Regions from separate parts of the Sus scrofa genome. Here regions 2 and 3 are each linked to region 1. A link is a contact called in public Hi-C and HiChIP or PLAC-seq data. All regions are on one chromosome and are shown on one strand. Each heading gives the region's core, a stretch centred on a gene start, on an enhancer-like site or on the middle of the called end of the contact. The rest is flanking DNA. Distances are from core to core; before and after follow the strand shown.

Evidence for each region. A called contact is a pair of places that touch in the nucleus more often than the background predicts. HiChIP or PLAC-seq counts read pairs in DNA pulled down with a chosen protein or histone mark.
Region 2: an H3K27ac HiChIP or PLAC-seq map of skeletal muscle shows a contact between it and region 1, with 11 times the contacts expected there. The contact joins the promoter of GEM here to the enhancer-like site in region 1. A contact is called at or near these places in 9 of 47 Hi-C or Micro-C datasets (embryonic fibroblasts, fetal heart ventricle, fetal skeletal muscle and 4 more) and 1 of 2 datasets of contacts at active chromatin or transcription factors (skeletal muscle).
Region 3: a Hi-C map of subcutaneous adipose tissue shows a contact between it and region 1, with 1.9 times the contacts expected there. The contact joins two enhancer-like sites. A contact is called at or near these places in 5 of 47 Hi-C or Micro-C datasets (embryonic fibroblasts, heart right ventricle, liver and 1 more) and 1 of 2 datasets of contacts at active chromatin or transcription factors (skeletal muscle).

The regions. Positions count from the first base shown.
Region 1 is chr4:42,655,586-42,658,642 of Sscrofa11.1, forward strand. No RefSeq gene overlaps it. Among named protein-coding and RNA genes, the nearest start is that of PDP1, 120 kb to the right of the region's middle. Within about 2 kb of position 1,561, at least 47 of the 83 cell types and tissues checked have an H3K27ac peak or open chromatin away from gene starts, as enhancers often do. A contact at or near this core is called in embryonic fibroblasts, fetal skeletal muscle, retroperitoneal adipose tissue and 2 more, where this site is marked.
Region 2 is chr4:42,457,018-42,460,074 of Sscrofa11.1, forward strand. It overlaps GEM (GTP-binding protein GEM), which reads left to right and starts at 1,574. Exons shown (of 5, transcript XM_001926976.7): 1 at 1,574-1,707.
Region 3 is chr4:42,526,125-42,529,181 of Sscrofa11.1, forward strand. It overlaps CDH17 (cadherin-17), which reads left to right. Exons shown (of 18, transcript XM_013996607.2): 2 at 929-999. The coding sequence starts at 949. Among named protein-coding and RNA genes, the nearest start is that of CDH17, 19 kb to the left of the region's middle. Within about 2 kb of position 1,592, at least 11 of the 83 cell types and tissues checked have an H3K27ac peak or open chromatin away from gene starts, as enhancers often do. A contact at or near this core is called in subcutaneous adipose tissue, where this site is marked.

The DNA.
Region 1 (3,057 bases), core at 311-2,810:
TTAAGGGTCCAGTGTCGCCCCAAGCTATGGTGTAGGTCAAAGACACGGCTAGGATCTGGGGTTGCTGGGCTGTGGCATAGACCTGCAGCTATATCTCCAATTCCAACCCTAGCCTGGGAACTTCCATATGCCACAGATGTGGACCTAAAAAAAGAAAAAAAGAAAAAAAAAGTCTGTGGTGAGTTTCTTGTTTTTGTATTTTGTTTTGCTTTTCAGGGTCTCACTGGTGGCATATGGAAGTTCCCAAGCTAGGGGTAGAAATGGAGCTATAGCTCCTATCCTACACCACAGCCAAAGCAACACAGGATCCTAGCCGTGTGGGTGTGACCTACACCACAACTCATGGCAATGCCACAGGCTTTGCAGGAACCTCTATTACCTGATACCCCAGAGGACTGAGAAAGGTGCCCCTTCCACCTCCCCCATCTCCTGAAGTGCTGCGCATGCTCTCTTGCAGCAGCAGGGCTGTCATTAGATCTGGTCTCCTTTTCTGCCTTCTACACTACACTCTTAACTCCTTTTTTTTTTTTTGTCTTTTTCTAGGGCCACACCCGTGGAATATGGAGGTTCCCAGGCTAGGGGTCTAATTGGAGCTGCAGCTGCCTACCTACACCAGAGCCACAGCAACGCCAGATCCGAGCTGCGTCTGCGACCTACACCACAGCTCATGGCAACATGGGATCCTTAACCCACTGAAGGAGGCCAGGGATTGAACCCGCAACCTCATGGTTCCTAGTCTGATTCATTAACCGCTGAGCCACGACGGGAACTCCCTAGACTCTTAGATCTTGAGGACAGGGCCTGCCTCATCTCAGGGTCCCAAACACGTAGAAGAGGGTCAGTCTCAGACACCAGGACTTTGACTGTGATTCCTGGAAACTATTCAAAATGACTCCAGAACCTCCTCTTGTCTTTTGGGGTTTCTTGGCTTTACTCAGAGAAATGCCTGAAAAAGCTATGACTTCCTATCTGGCTTCCAGCAGGAGCTCAGTTTTGTCCCACCTCTGATCCTGTGCCTCAGTAAGGGCAACTTTTTCTCTTCCAGAGGGAAAACATTTTGGAAGTGACACGGATCATCTTCTAGAAGCCTGGGGTAGGAGGAAGGGCAGTGGGGAAGGAGTCAAAAATAAAAGCTCCTTTGGAGCGAACAGTGAGCTGAATCCAAATCCACTCTGTCAGCGGATTGACCTCCTCCTCCCTGGGCTAGTTTCCAAGTCTGTGAAAGGTTAAGTCTGGGGCTGATGGCTTCTCAGCCTCACTCAATGTGAGTCAGAGGCAGCGACCCCGCCAGAGTCCTGGACAGGGGTAGAGAGGATACCAGTCCGCCTAAATTCCTAGAGAATTCCAAACAAAATCGGGAGAAAGGAAATTCAGAGGGCATCTCCACCCTGATCTGGAGTCTTCTCCACTTGAGAGAACAAAACAAAACAAAACAAAACACAACCCTTCTCTAAATATAGGAGCCTTCCTTAGACTCCATCCCCTATGGTTTAGTGGTGCGTCCCTGGCTGGAGACATCCCTCCTGCAAGCTCATCGCACCTTGCAGGCTTAATGCAGGTTCGCGACTGCAAGGCTGGCTCAGCGTTTTGGGGGCATTTACTTCCGATCCCGGTACAAAGTTCTGCACACACCACTGCTTAATGAATAAGGATCAGGGACTCTGTTAGCTCCGACCTCCTGCTCGCTGGCCTTTGCCCAGGGCCGCCTAGCCTGCCAGGCTGTGCAGTCATCGGTGAAAGCCTTCAGTGGCAGGCTGCTTCGGGGTTTGGTACGTTTGAATCATTTTCAAAACCAGAATATGGACATCGGACTGAAACCCCCGCACATCCTCTGTGTCTCGGCTCCCTTTACGGAATCGTCGCAAATGAGCAGACATAAAACCAGACAGGAAGTTAGGGCATTCAGAAGAGTGCAGATTCACGCCAAGGTCCTCAAAATTTATCTTTTGAAACACTGGGGCTGCCTCAATGTTTGAGAGAATGTCGTGTTGGAATGAGCACTTCCTGTGACAAAATAATTACCCTGCAGCTCCCCAGCCAGTCGCCGGCACTATGGAAACCAACGACCTGCCGCGGGTGGCCAGTGACTAATGTGAACTGAATTTTAAAAGGCGTAATTTTGCCAAAAAAGAAAAGTAGGACAATAATAAAATTCGTAAACTTTTATATATGACATTTATGACTTTTCTTATGTACCTGAGATATTTTTCTTTGCCGGAATCCAGGGCACAACGACTTAAGATCCCAGCTATTCTGAATAAACGATCTCAAACTTTGAGTATTAGTGATTTGTGACAATACAGAGAACTGGGCCAAAGTAGAACTTCTAGCTTCACATTGTAATAAAAAATAAAACAAAAACCATAATACAGTGTTATTCCTAGGGCCTTTTATATAAACCTGCCTGCCTGACTGCTCGCAGGCACAGGCTGGCCCATGCCACCCGGTGAAGGCCTAGGCGAGTGGCCAGCCTGACCTGTGAGACTGATTTAGGTCCTAAGTGTCTTCCACAAGCATTTCCTTTGACCCCTAGAGTAATTTGAAAACAGATGATGTTTTGCTATGGAAAGTTCTGCTCCTGGAACTATGCCCAAACTTTTGATATGGGAAAATTTTTACATCTATTGCTTAATAATTCCCAACACACAACATAAAATCCCCACAATTTAGGGTACTTGAGCTCACCCTGCCCAAAATACATCAATTAATCAAAAACAACAAAGGGGATTTATTTCCCACAGTAAGTTAAGCGGAGGAGAAACCACAGGGCTGTAGTTCCCTAGGGCAGGATAGACTGTTTTTACTCCTTTTATCCCATAGGGAAAGCCTCTCTGCTTACTCCCTTCCTCACTCCCTGGGAGCTGCTCATCTGTTGTTCAGATTCTAGGACACCGATTGGGTCATGTTCAAGGGCACAAGGGTGTTAGGAGTGAGTGGTTCTCTCTTATGCATGTTCTGAGGCAGTAAACTGATTCGGGGCAGACCAGCCATCTTCCTTCCTCTTCTCAGTGGGAAGAGAGTCTGTTTGGAAGGACCCTGGCCATCTCTCTCCCTTCC
Region 2 (3,057 bases), core at 324-2,823, 200 kb before region 1:
TTTCTCTCTGTCCCTCCCCAACCCAATCCACACATCTGTAGCTGTCCCCTCCCAAGCCCAGAAGGAAAACAGGATGGAAATGGAAGGGCACCATTCAGGAAATTATGACACCCAGGGTCTGCTTCCAGCTCTGCCAATGACTAACGGAGTGGTAGCTACCCCTCTGGGTATCCACTTCCTCATGCATAAAATAAATCGGAGGCTGGGGTCAGGGCACCTGAGATTAAAAGAGCTCTAAGTGTTCATTCCTCTGTGGATTCCACTGTTGCCAGCTTGGGGTCTGGCATGTCTCCGCAGCTGGTCATTTGGATTAGCCCCAGAGCAGATAAGTGCTGCAGGAGAATGGAGAATGGACCCTATTCACAGCAGAGTCCAGCCACTCAAATAGATGCTGGTACCTCTGGCTCTCTTCCAGAGCCACCAGCCAACCCAGAGATGAAGCTGGCTGGAAAGGTGGATGGATGGGTTGGAAAGACCAGTGTCATCGCCAAACACAGCATCTGGGAAATGCCCACGTCCCCAGAAAGAGGTCATTGAAACCCTTCTGCTGGTGGTGCAGTGCCAAGAGCCGGGCACGCCAAGCTTTGAATCCTGATGCTGCTACTTTTATGAGCTGTGTGACCTTGGGCAAGCTCACTGGTTTTTTGGTCCTTTTGCTCCTCCCTAGAGTGGGAATAGCAGTATATTCACCTTGCAGAATTGTAGTAAAGTTCAAGGTACTGCAGATGCCTAACAGTACCTGCTGAGTATAGGAACACAGAGGTACTCAGTAAATGGTAGTAGAAGTGGCTGTTATTATTATTATCTGGAGTCATTTGGGGGACTTGGGCCCCAAAGTTTGGCTCAAGACTCCTCCCATGACCCGAGGCACTGGCTCCATGCCCAGGGCCAGGCATGCCAGGCAGCCTCGAACAGAGATGTTGCCAATTGGGATGCTGATTAAATTCCCTGATCGAGGAGTCTCAGCATCCCCGCCCAGAGCAGGAGGGCCAGCAACATTTAGCACAATCTGCTTGGATCCATAATGAAGTTATTTTTCAAGACCTGTTCTTTCCTCATCTCCCTCTGGCTCCTTCTCTCTGAATCCCTGTCAGAGAAGGGAAACAAAGCAGTATGGGGCTCTCCCTCCTCCCTCTTCCAGAGAGAAGGTGACAGGAGCAGGCAGAAGGCTGTTTTCCTTGCAAAAGATGCAGCTAACACAAGCCCTGGCCACTCAGCGCTGCTGCAGCCTCACCCTGATCCCTGCTTTATTTTTGTTTTTCCTGAAACTGGGCATCCAATTCAAACCTGCCTCTTTCTCCATCCTTTATCCGGACAGTTCGCAAGTGTTTTGCTGGGCGGCGCGATTAAGTGGCACTTGGTGTATTTTCCCATCTTCCTGTGCCCAGCTGGTAAAAAGAAAATAAAATAAAGGCGCCCGGGATTGAACTGTCGTTATTTTTTAAAAGGGGTCATATGACTGCGAGTTACTGATTTAGTGAAGTGGCTGCAACTCGGGGTTTGCTGCAGAGCCGCCCCCTCCCAGCGGGGGCGCTGACGTCACGGAAAAGCCCCGGCGCGGGTTGGCGGGGCTGGTTATAAACCGCGGGGCCGCGGCGACTGCGAGCGGCGGGCACCGGCGGAGGCACGGAACGTGGTAGCGCGCGAGCATCCCGCGCGGCGCCAGGGCATCACAGCGCACATCGACCCTCCGACGACTCCCACCAAGTAAGTCAGGTGGTCGGGGCGGGGGGGTTGTTGATGGGGGTGGTGGTGGGTGCTCCCGACTTCGGAGTGAGGCGGGTGGTTGGGAAAGGGGTGGGCGTTCCCAGCCCGCAGAACTTTCTAACTTGAGAAAAGAGACTTTGGAACCTGCTGTCTGCGCTGTGGTTTTCCGGTCAGGGCCAGAGTTTCAGGTGCAAAGGATGCCATTTGTCATTAGCGGGTTTCTTAGTTCAGTTCAGTAGGAGCTGACTGAGGTCACCTCCTCCGACCGTCTGTGGCCAGAGGGCGCCCACAGTGATACTTCGGCTCCTGTGGTTTGAATTCAAGCCGGCCAACGGAGGCGCTGCTTGTAAGATTAAAAAACCGACCGGTCATGGTCATCGTGGTTAGATCATCGACGCCTTGGGGTGTGGAGAGTGGGGGCGAGTGTGAGAAAGGGGCTGTCTGTGCATGTCTCCCCCTTGTTAGTAGATCTTGCTGGTTAAAATGAGAATGCTTCCACTTTATCTCAGGGAACCTGGTACTACAGACCTCCCTGCAGGGAGGGAGGGAGTCTTGAGAAGGGAAAGTTGTAGCAAAGTTGTTGAATGTCTTTTGGGAGAGTCTTTGACCTTCTCATTTGCTTCCAGAAGGAGGAAATCTGAGTTGAGTTAAAGAACTCTCTGAGTGGATGTGGTTTAATAAGAGTGAAACATTTTCTCTGCAATTTTGACAGGTCTGAACGTGAGCAGGTCATTTCTCTGCCAGAAGGACAAGGCACAGGGCTGGGGCTGGGATGTTTTGAACGTAATATCTGTGGGCAGGAGGGCAGAGCTGAGGCACAAACCTCAAACAGAAATTCTCTCCCTCTCAAATAGTAGCTTATTCAGGGAGCTAGGGAGCATCAGGGCAACTTTACTAAACATGGAAGTTCCAATGAGTGCTTGTCCAGTCCAGCCAGGGGGGGTGATGTCATTGTCACGTGTTTTCCACTGAGGCATAAAAGCCGTCTGGATGCTAGTACAGTTAAGAGCCATGTTTAGACAAGAGCAGCTAACCTGGCCAGCTGGTCCCCAGCTGCATTAACTTGTTGCTTTTCAAGCCATCTCTGGAGGCCATTGGTTCCTTCTGGCTGCCTCTGTGCCAGCTCGGAGTGGGAAATCCCAAGGCTTCCTTGAGGATGGAGGAAGCCTCAGGGCAGTGGGCAATGATCACGGTACTGTTTTCTCTTTGCAAATGACAATCTGCCTGAGGAGCTGGTAACTGACTGTGTGTGTGTGCGCGTGTGTTCAGTTGAAAGCCTTTTGGCTTTGGGGACTGCTTCATTGGTGTCCCTTGTGTTAGGGTTACTTGGGTCTCACCTCACTCACTAAA
Region 3 (3,057 bases), core at 342-2,841, 130 kb before region 1:
CTCTTAAAATCAGTTGGGATGTGTCTTAGAGCAAAAGTTATAATTTCTATGAAATATGAAGGCACAAGGAAAAAGGGAAAAATAATGTTGAAGAAGAGAAGAGGGGCAGAGTTTAGATTTAGATTCTTTTTTTTTTTTTTTTTTTTTGGTCTTTTTAGGGCTGCACCACAGCATATGGAAATTCCCAGGCTAGGGGTTGAATCAGAGCTGCAGCTGCCAGCCTGCACGACAGCCACAGCAGCATGGGATCTGAGCCACATCTACAACTTAACACCACAGCTCACAGCAACGCCAGATCCTTTACCCACTGAGCGAGGCCAGGGATCAAACCTGCGTCCTCATGGATACTCGTCAGGTTATTACTGCTGAGCCACACCCGGAACTCCCAGAGTTTGTATTCTTACTGGGTTGCTTCTGGAGTAATAAGAAGTACATTTTCCCCTCTGATTTAGTGCATAGTTAGCAACAAGGTTTTGAAGAGCAAAGAGGTGGAGAGGTGTTTGAATGAAGGATTGTGAACCTTCTTGAGTTTTTCCTGCTTGAAGAATCTCGTAAATTTGCAGCTTTGAAACAGAACCACTCAAATTTTAGTATCTGCTTATTTTGGCATGGGCCAAAACTTATCTCCATCATCCATATAATGAGTGAAAATTACACTTACTGCCAATCATTTAAGACTCTTAAATGGAGAAGACTATAATAAAGTAAAGCAGTTATTAAAGAAATGGAATTGCCACAAGTTCATTTCAGGATGTTGACTTGTGATGGCTGTGGATAAGGTATCATTAAGCTTCTAGATGACCAGGCTGTTCCACAGAGGATGCCGTTATACCAGGCTTATACCTGAATTTCGTCCAATGATCCTTTCTGCTTGGAAAGACGTGGTTTTAACAGCCTGGGAAATAAGTTATCTCTGGTTTATTCACAGGAGTTTGAATAAAGAAAACCATGACGACGCAAGCCCGACTGGACTGCTTGTGTCTCCTGATACTTTACTTGGTAAGAGAAGAGAATGTTCTGTGTTTATTTAGCACAATATTTCTCATCATCCTTCTACCCTGTGCCAAGGAAGCAATGGCTATCATCACTTAAAAAAAAAAGTCTATCAAAATTAACTCACTGTGTACGAAGGACACATAGTTTACTCCAATGGGCTATTTTTTTTTTTCTTCCCAGTGGGCTATTTTTGATGAGATGGCTACAAGTCATATGTCTAACCTTCAACCAGGGAGGTGCTTCCTCCTCAGCTCTTAAAAGCAGATGCCACTTCACAGGCAAGGTTTTCAAATATCCATCAACCTTAGACCTTCGCATGCAGCTCAGGGAATCTGGAAAGAAAAATGTACTGATACAAGGGTTAATCTATGCCCCTTAATCTTGACTTTTTTTAAAAAAAAACTTTGACCATGAGAAATTACCACTGAAATGAAGAAAAGTATTTTCTCTATTTTCAACCCTGCTCTGCTTCTGTACTTTTCTTCCCATATATGGTTTGGAGTTTTCTGGCCAAATTTGTCCTTAGGTCACTTATTGAGCTAACCCTATCAGCTTAGAGGCTTCTAGAAGTCGGAGCTGGAGGGAACGTGGGGAGATCAGCCCTTGATCTGGGGTGGAGAGAGGAACACCCATCTTGGCTTTCCTCAAGGGGCTCTTAAAGGGGCTTTCCACAAGGGGATCACTTGCCAATTTGTTGTATTATGAAGCAAGATTACAGAGAAACATTTGCTTTCCCCTTAGGAGGAATCTTCTAGATCCTCACACTGCTAATCTTGGTTCCTTTCTTCCAGGGAACATATAACATATAACAACATAAAGCAACATATAACATATTGCATTTCAAGTTCTAGAGAGCTGCTGGAAGCCTACACAGTTCAACATATCTAGAGTGAAGTAAAGCCAAACTGGTAAACCCACCAGAGATTTCCTCTTGGTGGAGGGAAACTGTGATTCTAACTTCAAGAGCAATATGCAACCTCACAGACCTCACAGGGCACAAAACGTCGCTAGGACTACAACTGGGTCAAACATCACTTGACTTCTCTTCCTGCCCTCTCAAATGTCCTTTGCTGTCAGTATTATCATAGAATAGTGGTGAGGTCAGGCCAAGGTTTGAACTTGGCACTGTCATTTACTGATGATAGGAATTTGGCTGAGTTACTAAGTGCGGAACCTCAGTTTTCTGCCCTGCGAAATGGGTCTAATAAGAGCGCTTATCGACAATTAAATGAGATAATGCATTAATAAAGCCCTTGAATCAGTGACTGGCACAGTTTAGGCACTTGATAAATATTAGCTCTTATTATGAATACTTTTTTTTTTTTTTTTTTTTTTTTGCTTTTTAGAGCCAAATGTGCAGCATATGGAAGTTCCCAGGAAGGAGTCAAATTGGAGCTACAGCTGCCAACCTACATCGTAGCCACAGCAATGTCAGATCCTTAACCCACTGAGTGAGGCCAGGGATCAAACCCATGTCCTCATGGATACTAGTCAGATTCTTAACCCCCTGAGCTGCAATGGAAACTCCTATTATGACCACATTTGAAATATTTGAAGTCTACACTCATATGTACCCTGTCCTCCATGAGGAGGACGGGGTTTTAGTCATCTTTGCAGCCTCAGCACACAGCACAGTGCCAGGAACAAGGGTGAAATTAAATACATAATTATGCACTTATATGAGGAAACAACAAATGAGATCTAAGAGGGGGGAAGATTCCATCATGATAATTTGGTATTAGCAGGCTCATTTGCTTCTTGTTTAAGAAGGGGACACACATTTTTCTTCCCAGATAAAGGGTGAAAATAAGTTTTCCCTTTCCATGCTCTCATCCCAGTGGGGTTTCTATCTGGAGTAAGAAATACTGCCCAAATCACTGCTGGCAGCAAGCACCTTGCCCATGAGACAGCAGCATGCACAGCTGTCTTTGGGTGAAGGAGGGAGGCTGCGATCTGTGTGCTGGGACTTCAGGGGCGTTGGGATGGAGCCATTTCTCTCCCGCCTCCACCTACTCCTCTTTTGTGAAGACTGGAAGTTTAGCTGGAGCTTCTTTCCTCCGG